Regions from separate parts of the Callithrix jacchus genome. Here region 1 is linked to region 2. Evidence: chromatin contacts called from public Hi-C data. All regions are on one chromosome and are shown on one strand. Each heading gives the region's core, a stretch centred on a gene start, on an enhancer-like site or on the middle of the called end of the contact. The rest is flanking DNA. Distances are from core to core; before and after follow the strand shown.

Region 1 (3,173 bases), core at 139-2,638, 81 kb before region 2:
AATAATGGTGGCTGTTATTTTCCCATTACACTCCATCTTACAGATAAGAATTTGCCGAATGCCAGGCACAGTGGCACGTGCCTGTAGCCCCAGCTAATTGGTAGGCTGAGGCCAGGGATTCGCTTGAATCCAGGAGTTTGAGCCCAGCCTGGGCAATGTGGCAAGAGCCCGTCTCCAAAAAAAGGTTTTCAATCACATTTGCAGAACACTGTTCTTTTTGTGGTAAATGGCCTTTATGAAGACACTTTCATATGTAAAAAGTTGTTCTTACTGTTTTGTTCAAAAAGAAGAACATTTGCATTTAGTTTACTTATAAATTCCAAACTATAGCACATGTGAAAACAAGCTACCTTAACTAAACTTAAACGACTTTCCATTTTATGAAGGCCTTGCTCATTTTATTGTTAAAATTTGAGTAAGTGATATTGCCATCAGATAAGGAGAAAAATGTGTATTATTTTTACAAGGACCAAAAATATGCAGACAAACTGTGTTTAGCTAAATCCTCTTGATTCAGATCACTTTATTTTGCTGTCTTTCAGTAAAGACTAGTATAGTTTGCACCTTTTTGCAGCCCAAGGAGGTCTGGAAGTTGGGGGTGCATAACCCTCCCAGGGGTAGAGAAGGAGGAGAAGGTGGAGTCTGAACTGATGAGGTGACCCAAACTGGTGACAGGCTTGGTCGGATAGGTGTGGAGAGCTGGCTGGGCAGAGGAGTTTGTTCCCTTTGGGCAGGGCTAGTGTTTCTTTCAATAACTCCACCCTGGTATCTGTCTCCAGGCAATGGGCAGTCCTAAGTAGGTGGAGCTCAGTCCCTCTGCTGAACCCGTATCAGCCTCATTAGAGACAGCACCAGTTTCAAGAGGCCAGGAAGAGACCCAGAGCCAGCACATGAGACATGGGGTTTTATTGCAGGGGAGGGACCAGTGGTGGCAGGCTGAACACTATAACTGCTTGGCCTGGCAGTGAAGAGCCTTGAGTTTCAGGATCTTTCACTGGCAACACTCCGCTCCCATGCCCTGTAGCTAATGTGGTTCCTAATTTTGTATCCTTTTTTTAAAGAGGACCCCCAAAATTGTATAGGGCTTAGAACCCACAAAAACTGGATCTATCCATGGGCCAGGGACATACTCTCTGTGCCTTCTGTCCTGTTGTGTGGTCATCAAGGCACTGAAACTCACATCTGATTTTCCCTTGGGAATAGGCATTGCCCCTGTGTGCCCCTTCTGTAGCTAGATCTGTGTTCCCTCAGGGAAACACCTAACCCTTTCTGTGAGGGGGAAGCAAGGCCCAGCAAGGAACTGCTGTCCAGTCACCTTCCTGGCCACCAGATGCCATCCGCCTCGGGGTGAAAAGGGCCCCCATTCGTGCAGGAAGGCAGGGCAGGCACTCAGACCTCCAGTGGCTTTGTGGTTTCTCAGAGGGAGGCCCTGCAGAGGAGACAGGGTAGGAGGGAGCCCCGTGTGAGGCTTCAGAATTTCCCCAACCTTCAGGGCTGTGCTGATTAAGCCCTGCTCATGCTCAGCCGTAGTCCTGTTTCCTCCCTCTCCCTGCACCGAAGGGCTGGGCTGCTTTGCTCATCAGCCCAAGTGGAATGTATTGAGAAGAAACAGGAGCAGGGAAAGGCCCCTTTGTACATGAATATCTTTCTAGCACTGTATGAGAATCAGGGTTTGAAAATAATTTCCCCTTTCAGGAAAATGCGAGCCAACTTCGCCCCCTGGAGGAGGACCAGAGAATTGTTTAAAATGAGCCCTTCTGATTGATAATCTGGAAAGATTGTCAGCCTGTAATTAGGTGGGAAGGTGAAAAGGGCTTGTCTATAAGGGGTGTGTGTGTGTGTGTGTGCGTGCGTGCGTGCGTGCGTGTGTGTGTGTGTGTATGCACGCATGCTCATGCTTTGTTTTGTTTGAGTTTTTGCCTTGAGATATTTATTGTAAACTTGGGGTTGAATACTCTTATAGCTCTAAAGAGTAAAGTTCACAACTGTTAAATTTATAGTGGACTTTCTTGGGCCAGATTTCCACCACTACTGGTAACTACAACAAATCATTGTTAGTCTTGATTTTCTTTTCACTCCTTGGGGTTGCGCAGACGTAAAGCCCGCTAGTAAGCAGGAATTTTCAACCCCTGGATGTGTATTAGAGATTCTAAAGTATAGACTTTAGCTGTGTCACCCACATTGAAATGTTTTTTATTTGGTCCTGCTAGTTCATTTGCCTCATTTCAGTTACACTTGCTACGATCAACTGCCAGATTCAGTCACAGGTTAACTAGGTAGTAGTTATTTCACTACTATTTCCTATACTTTTTGTGTATTTTTAAAAGAAAAATGCAAAACAGGCAGAAGGATAATGGTTGAAATATATAATAAACTTTATATTTCATCTTCCGATAAAATATGATCTTATTCTGACATTTTTATTAAGCCATTTTTGATTGTTCAGCTGCTTTTAATTACCAAATCTGACCCAGTTATTTAGCTTCTAATGTGTCCCTTGTAAACAAAGCCTTTATCATAAGAATCTCATCTACTCTCTTTATCTCTGGGTAAATATGTTTATCATCTTCATTGTTCTAGATTTTCATCCCCCAAGTGCAGGATACAATCATAGCGTTTGTATTAGTAAGGATTTTAGTGTTGTTTTTTTTCTTTCTCTGCCCTTAGAAACACTGAGCTGTACTTCAGTATTGGAGAGCGTGGCATTGTTAAGAAATCGTTACCCATGTATCAGATTAATTGCCTACTGGAGGCTGTTTCCCTCAGAAGGATGTGGAAAGAAAAGTGTACATACATTTTATAGATTATTATGAGTTATTTTTTTCAATATTTGATAGGAGTTTCTAATGTTGATAACATTCTTATATATTCGGTCTACTTTGATTTTTATATATTCTTATATATTTTGTCTGATTTTTCATTTCATGCAGTTTTTATGCAAGGAAATAATTTTTGACAATATAATCTGTTGCTTTTTGACCCAAATGCATGGAAACCAATTGCCTGAAGTACCAAACAGGCTTTATTTGGAGAAAGAGGGATGTATTTTTCCCAGGTCTAGTTCCTGGAGGATTCCTCCCTATTCTTACTACTTGACTTACTCTGATGAAGTCCATAGGTGATTTGGGGCCTGGGGAGCTGCAACTTCTGCTGAATCAGACTAACTCCAAAAC
Region 2 (3,384 bases), core at 237-2,736:
AAGGCAGCTAGACTCCTGACCCCACCTACTCCAGATCCACACACAATCAGGCGATCCAGCCCTGGCCTCCAGTCCTTCCGGGCTCTGCCCCGCAGACCGCAGTCCCCCTGTCCCTTACCGTCACCAGCACGCAGTGCAGGTCAGGGGGTTGCTCGGCGCCCTCGCTGGCCGCGGGGCCCGCATCGGTCTCCAAGAGCAGGAGCTCCGCCAGCCGGCCCGGGTTGCTGACGCGCAGGATGTTGATGTCGTTCTCGCAGCAGAACGCCTGGATCAGGGTGAAGTGGATCTGCAGAGCCACATCCCTGTCGTCGTCCTCGTCCGCCGCCAGCAGGCACAGCACCACGTTGTCCGGGTCGCTGGGGGCAGCGGGCAGGGCCAGTGAGCGGAGAAGCGCTGGCGCCCGCAACCCCTGCCCGGGTCCCCGGGGGTCGCCGCCCGGCCCGCTCGCCCCCTCCCCACCGGAGCAGGCAGCCACAGGGGCAGAAGAAAAGCAACAGGAAGTGGCATGGCCGGCCAAGGGGAGCCCCGCCAAGGCGACCTCTCGGGCTGGTGGGGGAAGGGTGCCACGGGGGACTCGCAAGGGTCCCACTTACACGTTGAGCAGCTTGGCCGCCTCGTACACCCCGACAGTGATCGTGCGCTGACTCAGGGCTTTGCTGAGCACTTCCTCCAGGGCATCCCCCACCTTATCCATCCTACATGCGGGCAAGGGCGAGGGGTCCCGTCAGCCCCGATGCCGTTGCCGGCCTCCTCGCTCGGTACCACGCCCCCCCCCCTCGAATGCAAGCACCACCGCGCACCTGGGCTCTCCGCAAACCCGCGCTCCCGCGGCCCCGTCATCCCCGATGACCCCTACACGCCCAAGAACGGGGCGTCCCGTGAGAAGTCCCGAGAGTGCCCCCGCCACAGGCTGCCAGCCACGGGAGCCGAACGGCCACTGCTGCCCTTTGCAAAGACCCTGGTGGGGCTAGTTCGAGTTGGGGGCATGCTCTTTCCGCTCCACGGAGAGTCCCGAGGGAGCAAGGGCGAGCGTTGCCCCGTGCAAACTTTTCTGCTCGCTCACCTGCAAGCCTTCCACAGCCCGGCTGCACCGGGGAGCCCCAGGTGGGTGAGTGAAGTTTGGGCCGGAATAGTCCGCAGGCCGACTTACCTTTCGGTCTTCTGCTCTCCAGACGAGAATTCCTCCAAAGTCATATTGCAACTGCAGGTCGCCCACGGAGAGAGCGCGGCGTGCGGACTGCTCCGGCCACGGCGAACGCGCGGGCGCCTGCTTTCTGCACTCGCTCACAGGCGCTGCGCCGGGAGCTCAGGCCCCGGCGCTGTCTGACCGCCCCTCGCCCACCCCGGCTCCTCCTCAGTGCCCGCCGCCGCCGCTCTGGGCACCCCTCCCGCCTTGCTAGCTCGCTAGCTCTTCGACCCTCTCCTCGCCAATGGCCACACGACTATAATTACGCAGCTGCCTTCCAGCCACAGCCTTCCAGCCACTGGAGGACAAAGGGCCCCGCTCGCCGGAGTTATCCTGCCGACCCTCAGCCAACCACCTTCCGCCTCATTTGCATGCAGCTTGGCCATTGGGCTATGCAAATCAGCCCGCTCCGGCAATTTGACTCCAGCTCCTGGAGTCAGGTTGAGACGAGCGGAAAAGGGAGGAGCCACGCTGGAGGGTAGCCGAAGTGGGTGACTGGGGTGGGCGCGGTGCAGAGAAGCGTTGGCGGGTCCCGCAGGCTCCCTTATCCGGTTGGCGGGGGCCATCTGGAGTGGAGGGCTTCAGCAGAGGCGGGAGGTGGCCTCAGCTTGGGCTGAAGCAGGCTGCCAAGTGTTTCTCTATAATAGTTGCTGCACTTTTTTCTTATTATTGTTTCATGCCTTTTGTTTTAAGGGGTGGCTGCTAAAATCTATTTCCAGGGTTAATGCACTGAAGTCTGGTAATTATTAGTAAGCAGGTTACATTAAAACAGTGTCTCCAGACCTTTGGGGCAAAGTTTACCTCAGAAGTGTTGTTTATCTAAGTCTAGGCGAAGTTGCTTAGTAGTAGTAGTATTATTTCGGTGCCCTGATGGCTGGTTTGATTTATTTTTGGAAGGCTGCAAGGGTTGGAAGCTCAAAAAAGAAAACTCAACCCGTTTGTATTCAGGGATGGCAGGGAACCAAGTTGGAATCTTTTCCACGGAAAGCAGAAAGGTCTCCCACCTGCCCAGTATAACTGGGAAGTCGTGAGCTGGTTTGCGTGGGGAGCTGGTGACCACATGTGGGAATCCCTGGCAACCCAGATTCGCCTTTCTCAAAGAGCCTTGCCCAAACAAGGATCCTTCAGGACGCCCACCAGCTGAGAGACAACCATCTGACACCCACGTAGCCCGCACGTCTAAATTCAAAATGCTCTCAATATGCCTAAGCTCCTTTCCTAACTTATGTATGTCACTAGCTTCCATAGGGAGCCTATGATCTCACTGTGAATTATTGATGTTAGATGTTGAATCATGAAGCTGTAACTCTAGGAAGTTTTTAGTCATATGCTAAAATTTCACCTTTGAGATAATGGCAACTTGTAGGTGGAAAGCAGACCTTTATAACTGCAAATGGTAGTTACACATTTTTGAAAAACCAACTTCAATACATAGATTCTCACTGAGTAGTTCAGAAGTCCCTTCCTTTGTTTTATGGCTTTATGAAATAAATACAAAACATTTCTTAAGCCTACTGAAGTCACCAAAAGTGGTGAAAATGTCTCCCACATGCTTGTATTCAAAACAGTGCTTGCATTATTAAGGTCTCTGTACAGCCAAAGGTCACAGAAGTCATTTTTTTGCAAAGGTACCTGGGAGTTTTGCACCCTTATGTTATCACTCTAGACAAAATATTCTCCAGCTCTGTTGATCTTAATTTGGTGGAAAAGAAAAGTGATGGGTTTTCTGGTTCATTTATTTGAGCTGTCATTTTGCACTCATTTTTTAACTGCGTTGTCAGCCAGGGACAATCTTTGAGTAAAGAAATGGTCATGGTCAGTGCATAATTCACCCAAGGATGCTTAGGTATCTTGTATCCATGCCTTACATCCTAACATGTGATGTATTTGTTAAGGAATTCCTCAACACTGAAATTTAGGTAGGTTACCAAAGCATTTTCAGTTTTGCAGACAAAACCTGAATTACACAATCTAGCCTGAGTCATCATTTGGTGATTGTTAATATGTTCTGTGGAACTCCAAGGTTCTATCCACTAGGCATTTCTCAGAGATTCTTGGGAAGGAAATATGATCACAGCAAGCTGACAAAGAGTTAGGGAATCATGTGAGTTTCCTGACAGCAAGGACTTCATCAGTTTGGTGTCTTCAGCTTCTAGCACAATACCTGCATTTAGTGGGAACACAGTCAAGGTTTATTG

The links. Hi-C and Micro-C count contacts between places; a contact is called where the count stands out from the background.
Region 1: a Hi-C map of skeletal muscle shows a contact between it and region 2, with 2.4 times the contacts expected there. The contact joins the enhancer-like site here to the promoter of GADD45A in region 2. A contact is called at or near these places in 2 of 3 Hi-C or Micro-C datasets (both in skeletal muscle).

What each region holds. Positions count from the first base shown.
Region 1 is chr7:104,994,661-104,997,833 of calJac240_pri, reverse strand. The region is part of intron 2 of GNG12 (G protein subunit gamma 12); the gene reads left to right. Among named protein-coding and RNA genes, the nearest start is that of GNG12, 67 kb to the left of the region's middle. Within about 2 kb of position 1,388, at least 5 of the 16 cell types and tissues checked have an H3K27ac peak or open chromatin away from gene starts, as enhancers often do. A contact at or near this core is called in skeletal muscle, where this site is marked.
Region 2 is chr7:104,913,054-104,916,437 of calJac240_pri, reverse strand. GADD45A (growth arrest and DNA damage inducible alpha) reads right to left here and starts at 1,486. Exons shown (of 4, transcript XM_002750938.5): 1 at 1,151-1,486; 2 at 594-695; 3 at 119-356. The coding sequence starts at 1,194.